Regions from separate parts of the Mus musculus genome. Here region 1 is linked to region 2. The links are chromatin contacts, called in public HiCAR-type maps. All regions are on one chromosome and are shown on one strand. The core of a region is the stretch at or near the end of the contact, and the rest is flanking DNA. Distances in the headings are between cores, read along the strand shown.

Evidence for each region. HiCAR-type assays count read pairs that join an accessible place to other places.
Region 1: a contact with region 2 is called in a HiCAR-type map of astrocytes, with 4 times the contacts expected there. The contact joins the promoter of Zcwpw2 here to the promoter of Stt3b in region 2. A contact is called at or near these places in 4 of 39 promoter capture datasets (erythroid cells, hippocampal neurons, liver and 1 more), 3 of 484 Hi-C or Micro-C datasets (embryonic stem cells, erythroblasts and muscle stem cells), 2 of 115 datasets of contacts at active chromatin or transcription factors (astrocytes and large pre-B cells) and 1 of 9 other capture datasets (liver).

Annotation. Positions count from the first base shown.
Region 1 is chr9:118,036,879-118,042,141 of GRCm38.p6, forward strand. It overlaps Zcwpw2 (zinc finger, CW type with PWWP domain 2), which reads right to left and starts at 3,981. Exons shown (of 9, transcript NM_001378466.1): 1 at 3,341-3,981. Azi2 (5-azacytidine induced gene 2) reads left to right here and starts at 3,644. Exons shown (of 8, transcript NM_013727.4): 1 at 3,644-4,080.
Region 2 is chr9:115,307,998-115,313,002 of GRCm38.p6, forward strand. Stt3b (STT3, subunit of the oligosaccharyltransferase complex, homolog B (S. cerevisiae)) reads right to left here and starts at 2,471. Exons shown (of 16, transcript NM_024222.3): 1 at 1,755-2,471. The coding sequence starts at 2,059.

The sequences.
Region 1 (5,263 bases), core at 2,731-5,230, 2.7 Mb after region 2:
CGTGGAGCTGTGACAGTGAACTTGAGATTGCAATGGAGGCCCAAGGTTGTATAATTGTCAGAAAGGTGGTCTTCTCAGGAAAGCTGACAGGACAGCGTGCAGATGCCCAAGAGAGAGGCTATATTGCTACAGGCAGCAGAGCTGAGTGGGAATACTTAAGCCCCTTGAAATATAAAGGATTCCATCACAAGACCCAGATATTACACATGGAGCTGAAAGGTTTGCTGTTCACCCTGCTGGGCTTGGTTCTCACTTGGGTGTGACCTGTTCTTATTATGCCCCATTCCCATCTTTTGGAATGAGACTATTTATTCTGTGCCATTGTATGCTGGATGTAATGTGTATTTTATGTAAATGAGGGTAGGTACAACTTACATTTCTGAATGATGTTGGAACTGTTAGCAACTATGGAGACCTTGGAGGGTAAAATCAGTATATTTTTCATTGTGAGATGGAAATGAAACACTAGGGGGCAGAAATGGGATGTTATGATTTTAAAGTGATACGATTGTCAAGTTGGTTACTCTAGATTGCCAATCTAATGAAATTTAAAATTACCCTGGAAACAAACCTCTGGGCAGGTCCATGAGGGAGTCTCCAGACTGGGTTAAACAGTAAGGGAAGACTCATCCTAAATGTGGGCAGCACCGCTGACACCTGGGGAAGCAGACTGAATCAAAATGGCAAAGGGAGCTGTTGCAGGATTTTCTCTGTCCAATCACATTAAGGCAGTGCCAGGCCTATGGTTGGACAGGAAAAGAGAGGCAGAGCTAGGAGCTGGGGGGTGGGTGGGTGGGGAACAGGATGGGAATAAGAAGAGCCAGAATGGAGGCAGGTATGGTGTTATCAAAAGGTTAGAATAACTGGGTTAAAGTTTTATCATTATCAATTGGCTCTAAAATTATTGTACTGACATCTTGTAAAATGTGATGTTATTAATATATAAATCTAATTGACTAACTATAAGCTTAAGAGTCTTGATTCTGCCGGGTAATTACGTGTTGAGATGGCTGATTGTGGGGTGTGTGGGACGATGCATGGAAGTGAGAGGAACTCAGGGGGCCTCTGTCTGAAAATGGCTCTGCAGAAGCTGGCAGGTTACTTTTTTGCTATTTCCCCCAACTGGGAGCAAAAATCAGCATTCTACTGTCTCCCTCCTGGCTATAGACTCCTGTAATCAGACACCTGCGGTCAGACACCTATCTCCAAGCCTTTTCCCACCTTCACCCACTGTACCCTGAGCCAAAATAAACTCTTCATTCCTTAAATTACTTTTGTCAAGGTTTTTGGTTTGGTTTGGTTTGGTTTTTGCTATAGCAATGATAAAGCTAACTTATACATCAAGTTTTGTTATGTACCAAGTTTTCTACTTTTGGCAGTATTTTAAAACTGTTTTAGTAGTAGATATTTTTTTATTAAAAACATCCACTTCCTGCCAGGCAGTGGTGGCGCACACCTTTAATCTCAGCACTTGGGAGGCAGAGGCAGGTGGATTTCTGAGTTCGAGGTCAGCCTGGTCTACAGAGTGAGTTCCAGGACAGCCAGGGCTACACAGAGAAACCATGTCTCAAAAAAAAAAACAAAAAAGAAGAAGAAGAAGAACAGGAGGAGGAGGAGGAGGAAGAAGAGGAGGAAGAGGAAGAGGAAGAGGAAGAGGAAGAAGAAGAAGAAGAAGAAGAAGAAGAAGAAGAAGAAGAAGAAGAAGAAGAAGAAAGAAAGAAAGAAAGAAAAAAGAACAAACAAACAAACAAAAAAAACCCATCCCCTCCCTAAAGAACTTAGCCTGTACACATGACATGTAGAGAAAATGCCTCTAAAACAACGCTAATTAAATGCCATTGAAGATGGTATTAACATGAAAAAACTCTGCTATTACAACTCAGCAATTCTGACACTTTAATTATGTTAAGGATACAGTACTTACAACATAGAATAAACTACAGAAAAATGATTTATAGAGTGGTATGGTGAAATTTCAGTATACAATTTAAATCTACAAACTCACTTAAAACTTTATTCCTCTAAAAATATGTTGTTATTGTTTCACTACAGTATTCTTCAGATACCACACTTTAAAAAAATAAAGTTGGGCTAGAGAGAGGCTCAGTGGTTAAGGGCACTGCCTGCTCTTCTAAAGGACCTAGGTTCAATTCTCACCACCTACATGGAGGCTCAAAACTTCTGTCAACTCTTGATCCAGGGAATACAACTCTTCTGGCTGTCATGGGCACTGCATGCACATGCACATGCACACACACACACACACACACACACACATGCCAGCAAAGCATAACACACATTAAAAACAATGAAAAACAAAAAGGTTTTCATTGCTCAAACAAGGTATTATCAAAATAATACCTGTACTAACCCTAAAAATAAATATTTGCCCCTAAGAGAGCTGAGCCATAGTCGTAACTTATATCAAGGTCCATATTTTTTGATTGTTCAAAACCAAATATACTCCAGTGAAAAAATTATCTACCCATAGGCAAAAACTATATACTCAAAAACCTTCCACAGAACACTGACAGAATTTAAGTTTTCAGTTGACAAAATAATATAGTGCCAAGAAACATGAGCGTTCTTAGTTGTCAATAAATAAATATTAACTATAACTATGACTCTCACATTACTTAACCAGAAATAATCTAGAACTTGTGCTCCTTTTTCTGTCTGTGACCCCCTAAGATTGCAATTAATTTGTCTATGCCTCACCATACAGTTCAATGTTCTAGCATGCACAAGGCTTCGGGTTCAACCTCCAGCACCGCATTGCTTGGTAATGTATAAACCCAAAACCTTGGAGTCAGAAGCAGGAGGTCAGAGAAAAAAAAATTCAAGACTTTGAGGGTAGCCTGGGCTACTTGAGGCCCTGCCGCAAATTTAAAATTAAAAAACAAACGTACAAAAATATGAAGATTTAACAAACTACAGACAGAGAGAATTATAGATGACTAAAATTCTTCACCCGGTGGTGGAAACAAGTGTGTTTGTGGCCATTCTGGGATGCATAAGACTCTGCCTCAAAAAACAAACAAACAAACAAACAAACAAACCCGGAGGATTATCACCTAGAAATAACCGAGAGAGGAGACAACTCTAAGAGCCAGAACAAGTCAAGAGTTGGCCATGGGCTCCTTTTCTCCTGCTACACAGAAGAGCATCCCGGAACCCCCATGAAGTCAGTGAGCGACCTTGCTTCAAAAGATACCCAAGGAGACCGCCACGCGACCCGAAACACGGGGCCTGCGTGGATTCCAGGGGCCCCAGACACGCATCAGCTCTCGGGTTAGCACCACGGTGACAGGCGCCTCTGAGCTGAGCAGCACGGACCCACCTCACGGAATCCCAGTTGCCGCTGAGTGGAAAGGACGCGCTAGAGGGCGCCCTGAACGCGCGCCTCAGCCCAACAGCAGCCAGCCTGCGACGCTGTCTCAGCTCCACTCCGCCTCCCCGCGGCTGGGCGCGACACCTCACCCGCCGCGGGGACCACTGGGACTGGTAGTACGTACGCCCCGCCGCGGAGGCTCACGGGACTCGTAGTGCGCCTCTGCCCTACCGCAGAGGCTCATGGGACCTGTAGTACGCCCCGCCCCGCTAGAGCGCCACTTAGCGGCACCCTATATAGTCTTCAGGTCCGGCTTCCGGTTTCGTCGCGCTGCGCTGGCACCCAGCCTGTGCGCAGCGGCGACACCTTTGTGGGCGGCGGGGCGTTCGTAGACCCTTCTAGAACCCTCTAGGCCTCGCCGCCCCTGAGCGGGGCAGCGGGCGCCGGCGACCCCGGAGTTGACGCGCGTGCTGCTGGGTAACGGGCCTGTTCCGGCGGCCCCGGGCCGCCCCTGCTCGGTTCCTCTGTGACCTCCAGGGCCCCTGACTGCGGGAGCCGCGGCGGAAGACATGGGACTCCCTCGGTGCACCTGTGACGGCCACCTTGACGGGGGAAGCGGTGGCGTCTTCGAGGAAACCGGAAGCCCGTGGTGACCCCTGGCGACCCGGTTTGTTTTCAGCCGGCTTCCAAACACTGGGGAAGCGAAACCCGGTGGCCTTGGGGACCGCCCTACGTAGCCAGGGTTCAGGGTGAGTGGATCGCTCGCGCTCGCCCGGACGGTGGAGACAGCCAGGAGGGGCCTGGTGGCTGTCGCCTGGCCAGACGCACTTCGCTTTCTGTCCCCGGCGCCCTTCTGCTGTTCAGAGCGGCCCAGTCTAGCATCCCTGGTCCCTGCCATCCCACAGCCCCGCTTCCACGGGCTTTTTTTTTTTTTTTTTTTTTTTTTTTTTGCCTTCCCGCTCGGGGATTGCTCAAGTTCGGTCCGTGCTCTTGACTCGCTGGGAACGCTTTCAGTTTTATTTCCTGCACTGGGGTGGCATTTATATCGGAGAGGGAAAGAGGGACGTGGGTAGTGCCGGTGGCGTCTGGGAGTGACCATCAGTCTAACTTGCATGTTTCAGTCCCGTTTTCCGGCTGGGTTGCAAGGCAGGCTAACAGTGGTCCTCCTCGCAAGGAACTCGGAATACTCAGAAAGAGAGATAAAATACCCATGGAAGCTACTAGAAATCAGAAATACCATGTGATGATCAAAAACATTGACATACTGAGACTGAAATTGACCTCTAATCCTTAAGTACAGAAGAGCCACCCCACCCCCGTTTGAATTTTAAGTTGGATTGAACAAAATCTTAAAACAGTTTCATTTCTAGTTCTCAAAAAATGTTCTCCTTACCCTGTCTGTAGTGATCACTCCATCGTCTTAAATGGAAAACAATTGGAATTATTCGCTGAATGGCTACAGAGTGTTGAATGCTCTAGGTTTGTAAATGGACGTTTTCATGTAAATGCGAGAGATTCATTGATGTCTAAAAGGCAGCTTGCTGTCGTGGGAATGCCAGTGGATTAGATGGATAGCCCAGATGTGTAAGCATCGAGTTTTCCACTTCCTCTCTTGAGGAGAAGGCTGCTTACTCTGACTTTCTCCTTCCCCCTTTTCTGAAGTCCAGGGCTTGCTTACCCTCCAAGGCACCCAGTTATAATTTCTAAGAGCTAGGCTGGCTCTGAAGTTGACAACTTAATTTGTATGTTTAATTACTTCATCTGTAAATTGAAGAGTGCTTACCCATCTTAGTGCTTTTTTACATTGATTTAATGAATTCTTAAGAACAAGTCAGGGGGTGGTAGCACATGCTTTTTTAATAATCCCAGCACTGGGGAGTCTTGAGTTGCAGTCTAGCCAGTGCTACAAAGTGAGACATCTTCAAGAAAAAA
Region 2 (5,005 bases), core at 1,221-3,720:
AAATAGATTTTCATGAATAAAAAAAGTTATGCTCTTCAATTCCTAAAGCCATCTAATCTAAGCCGCCTCAAGTGCAGCTTTACTAGGGGAAAATGACAAAAAGAAACTTTAAAATCGCCTTGTCATTTATTTGTGCATTTATCTGTAATTATTAATTTCAGCTTCTGAGTGCACTCCTAACAGTTCCCAGCCTTCCATTTGTAAAAAATGTTACTTCATGGAAGTATCTGTACAATTACCCTGGAAATATTTCCAGTTTTTGTTCCACCCCGTGCTATCTTCATCTGAAAAGACACAACTTTCTCTTTTCATGTTGTTCAGTAAATTCTGCGGCTTTCATTTCTAGTCAATCTCAGTTTTAATCTAATTGATTGTTTCAAAGAATACTCTATCTAGTTAGTTAAGACTTCACAAATATTCGTAGGTTCGTATGTAATCTCCACCAACATGATTTTCTCCTCTGGTTCCAAATAACATAATGGTCATTTATAAAGCAAATCTAATGTTAGAAAAAAATGGAAACCTCTTAAAATAGGACGAAAACACCTCACAGCAGGCCATCACTGTAGCTCACTGCTTCTCTAAACAGGTTTTCCTTGAGTAGGCCCCTCTGGTGTTCAATAGATATTGCAGCATAAATATTTTTCTTAAAGTACAACTTAAATCTGATACTTAACACATAAGCCCCCCCCAAAAAACTCATTTATAACCTATATATGTACTAACTCTTAAGAAGATTCTCTGTGCATTTCAAATGGTAAGACAAATACCCTACCGTTTAATTATGTCTAATTACAAGTAAGATTAGTTCAAGGTTGATAGGGCAGCCTGAAGAATAAACTAGTTTAAAGAGGCGCGCTGGCGCTCGCTCTCAATCTCTCTCTGGGGGAAAAAAAAAACAAAAAACAAAAAACAAAAAACAAAAAACTTAACTCAGGTTGGGCCAGGAGGAAGAAAGTGAAAAGCAATCTTCCCGTGTAGGTAACTCAGTGTTCGAAGTTAAGTCCCTAAAACCAGTGAGTGCCATGCAGAGCGTGCAACTTCGGCACCACAATCTAGACTCTCAGCACTGTGGTACGGCTTGCTCTCTTCTCCACAGACCTTCCAGCAGACACCAATAAAAGAACTCATGCAACCCAGTCGGATATTGTAGCAACAACGAGGGTGAGAGTTCAGCTAACAGAAAAACGATCTCGCTCTAAAAAGCAACGCAATACAACTGTGCAAATAGTGTGGCGAGCTGAGAGCACTTAAGGGCCTTAGGGGGGAAAGAGACACTCCGGAAAATACCTGGTGCTGGAAAAACACGAGGCGCTACCACTGCGCTCGCTTTCGGGATAATATTTTCCCCCCCTACATTCTAACACTCCACTCTCCCGGAAAGAAAGCATGAAACTGCGAGGCTGAGCGGACAAGGGGTTCCAGTCACCACCAGCAGCCAGAAGGCAATCCCGGGGCTGCTCCGATGGCAGGAAGGAGAGAAATGAAATAAAATGCAACAAGGCGCAAAGCTGCGGCGGAGAGGGCGTGGGGAAGGGGGCCCCCGGAGCAAGCCGGGGCGCGGCGGCGAAGAGGCGCCGCGCGGAGCCGGCCCACCCCGGCGGCCGAGGACCCAGGCTCCGCTCCCAGGCAAACTTCGCCAAGCGGGCAGGGGGCGCGCCCGGCCCGGCCCGCGGGAGACCGGGTGGGATCCGAGGGGCTCCAGACAAACGGGGACCGCGGGCTGCCTGCGGGGGAAGGGCGGGCACACTCACCACGGGTCGAACTCGTGGATGATGCTCTCGAAGCGGATGACGGCGAAGAGGCGCGAGCTGAAGCCGGCCAGCCAGGCCAGGAAGAGGATGGTGAAGGAGAGCAACGACTGCCACCCGGCCGGCTGCGACAAGCCCCCGGACAGCCCCGCGGGGGGCCCCGGCTTCGGCGCCGCCGCCCTGGACGCGCTCTGGGTTCCGGGCCCATGGTGCCCGTGGCGGCTGTTCCCCAGAGCCATGAGGCCGCTCCACGGGGACGAGTTGAGGGACGACTTGTGCTTGCTCTCCGGGGCCGAGGGCTCCGCCATGTTGTGCCCCGGCGGCGGGTCTCGCTCGTCCTCCGCGGCCACCGCCGCCGCCTGGAGCGAGGGGTGCTGGGCGGAGACCCAGAGGAGGAGGAGGAGGGCGACGGCGACGACAACGAGGAGGAGGAGGAGGCGGAGGCGGAGGAAGAGCTGGGCGCGCTCCCGCCCTCAGCACCGCGAGGCCGGGACACTGGGGGTGGTGGAGGCGGCAGCGATCCGAAGTCTCCGCCTCAACAGTGGCCGCGACCGTCGCGGTCTCAACCCAAAAGGCCCCTGCGCCCCACTAGCCATCCGTGTCCCCCGTGCGGCTGAGGAGGCGGCGGTGGCGGCGAGAGCCGACGGGACGAGGGCGCCAGAGGAGCGGCGGCTCGGAGCGGCAATGACATTCCCCCGCCCGCCCAGCCGCGAGGAGCACAAAAGGGGAGGAGCCCCCTGGAGTCCGGGCGGAGCTCAGGCAACCTTTGACTCCGCCCCCTCGCCCAACAGGAACTGGCCCCTCCGCCTGTCACAGAGCGACAGGTCCGTTAAGGGGCGGGGCCGGAATGGCGGCGTGCGCCAATAGGAGCGCGAGCGGGGCCTTGGGCGGGGCTTCGGCTGAATGGCCCTCCACCCCCTCCGCCTCGCGGCCTCCCGCCTATTCGCCGCCGGCCGTGGCTACGATTTCATTGTCAGTTGAAAGACGCGGTTTCGCGCGCGAGCCCGTTCGGGGCCCTGGGGAAGGGCACCAGGAGGTTCGGCTCGCTTCCCCGCGCGGATTCCGACTCGAGCAGCAGAAGGTCCCACGTCCCAGTCGACCGAAGGAACAGAGAGCACGGCTTGGCCGGGTGCTCGGCGGCCGTGACTTTTAACCCGCTCAGCGCGGGGCGCCCGCCACGTGACGGGGCGCGCAGGCGCGGTGCGGGGCCCTAGGCGCGTGGGTCCAGCCGCTGTGCTGAACGTGCCAGAGTGAGTGGCTGGGTCGCTACATTCTCTGTCCCCGCCCTGCTGCTCTGAAAACTTGGAGTGGGCAGATGTCGTCCGAGCTGCAGTAAGATGTAGCCAGGCGGACACACACATAAATGTCACATTCTTTTTGCTGTGTTCTCCAGGACTTTTTTTTTTTTTTTTTTTTTTTGCAGCTCAATCTTTTGACTGCAAGAATTCATTATTTACACCTGCCTACGTTCCGTCACCAAATTAACTTTTCCTGGACTGTATTAGCTATTGCCCAATTTTCACTCTAGCCAACTGAAACGTAGGAACTTTTCCTTGTCTGGGGCAGTTTGCTTGTACCTTCTCCTTCCTCCACAACTAGCTCCGCCCATCCCCAAAAGGACAAAAGTCAGAACTAAAGATCCGGAGGGTCATTGCAGTGTTAGAAGCCCTCTTGGCAGGTACAGAGGTTAATGTAGAAACAAGGGCCGGCTAATATTTCACTGGTTTCTCGTGTACATTCACAACTGTCCATCTTGTTAGGGAACACCAGAATCTTTAAAATGTGTGTAAAGATTAAGTCCTGTAAATTTGCAAAATAAAATTATGTTCCGTTGCTCATTGTCAAAGGTTAGGTAAATGAACAAATGTACCTAACTAATAGGCTCAGCCACTCCCAACCTGGTGATTAACTTTGCCGGTTTCCTTATAAAAATAAATAGACTCTCATCAGGGAAAATGAACAGCTTCCATAAATAGACCTCCTCACCACCATTTTAATATCCAACATTTATTAAACATGTAAATTTTAATGAGATTCATAGTGGAATATTAACCAATCCCTTAGAACAAAGAGGTGACATGGCCTTTCTCAGAAAAGTGCACATTAAAATGGCAGCGTTTATTTTTGCCCATGTTTCATGAGCCAATGTTCTATTAATCTAAAATAACAGAATTTATCTGACGACTCTCATTTTAGACATTTTGGGTGTCTCTGGTGTTGCAGATGTTCCCTGATGAGTTTCTCTGTCTTCTTCCTCTTGGCTGTTTAATCGCGGGAGGCCCCATGTGAAGGGGAGTAGAAACAATTAACAATAAATTATAAAACACAAGTCACCTGTGTGGGACCATCCCTTCATCTTTGTGTGTGAGAGTGGGCATACATGTACTAAGGCATAGCATGTGGAGGTCAAATTACATGCTCAGATGTTGGTCCTTTTGACACACCAGGTTAGCCTCCTGTCTCAACCTGTGGGTCTTGATCCTTGTGTCAAACTTCTATCTCCAAAAGTATTTCCATGGTGACTCATGACAGTAGCAAAATGGCACTTATGATGTAGCAACAGAAATAATTTTTATAATCGGGGGTCACCACAACACAAGGAGTTGTATTAAAGGGTCACAGCATTAGGAAGGTTGAGAACCACTGCCTCAGGGCGTTGGGATTATAGGCACCTGCGGTCATAGCCAGCCTTTTATGGTTCTGGGAATTCAAACTGAAGTCTTCATACTTGCGTGGCTCCTTAATATAAAGTGAGTTTATCTGAGAACACTGCGGAACACGGTTCAGAAACATAAGGAAACTCAGGGTCATGATGTGGACAAGGACAAAGAAGGAGCCCGTGGGAAAGCATGAGGACGTACTCTAGCGGGGAACTGGAGAGCAGTGGTCCTGTCCTCCCACCCACGTCAGTCAGCTCCAGGTACGCCTGCTGTGTAAACTGTGGCAAACACTGGAGGAGCAGTCCAGGGAAGACTGATGGACAACCGGATGGGAGCGTTACCCGAGGAAGCAGAACCGCAGAAAGGATGGCTCAGAGGAAGAAAAGAAAGAGAAGGAAAGACCCTGCAGTGCTAGAAAGAGGAACGCAAGGGACTCAAGAAAAGACTGGTACAGCCACCACGCAGATCGGATCGTAGCGCGGACTGGGAGAGGTCATGCTGAGAGGGACACTGTACATTGCTTTAACTTGAGAGTGTTGGGAGGATTTGAAGTTGGATGTAGAGTGTGTTTAAGATGAGTCACGTGATCCGGTG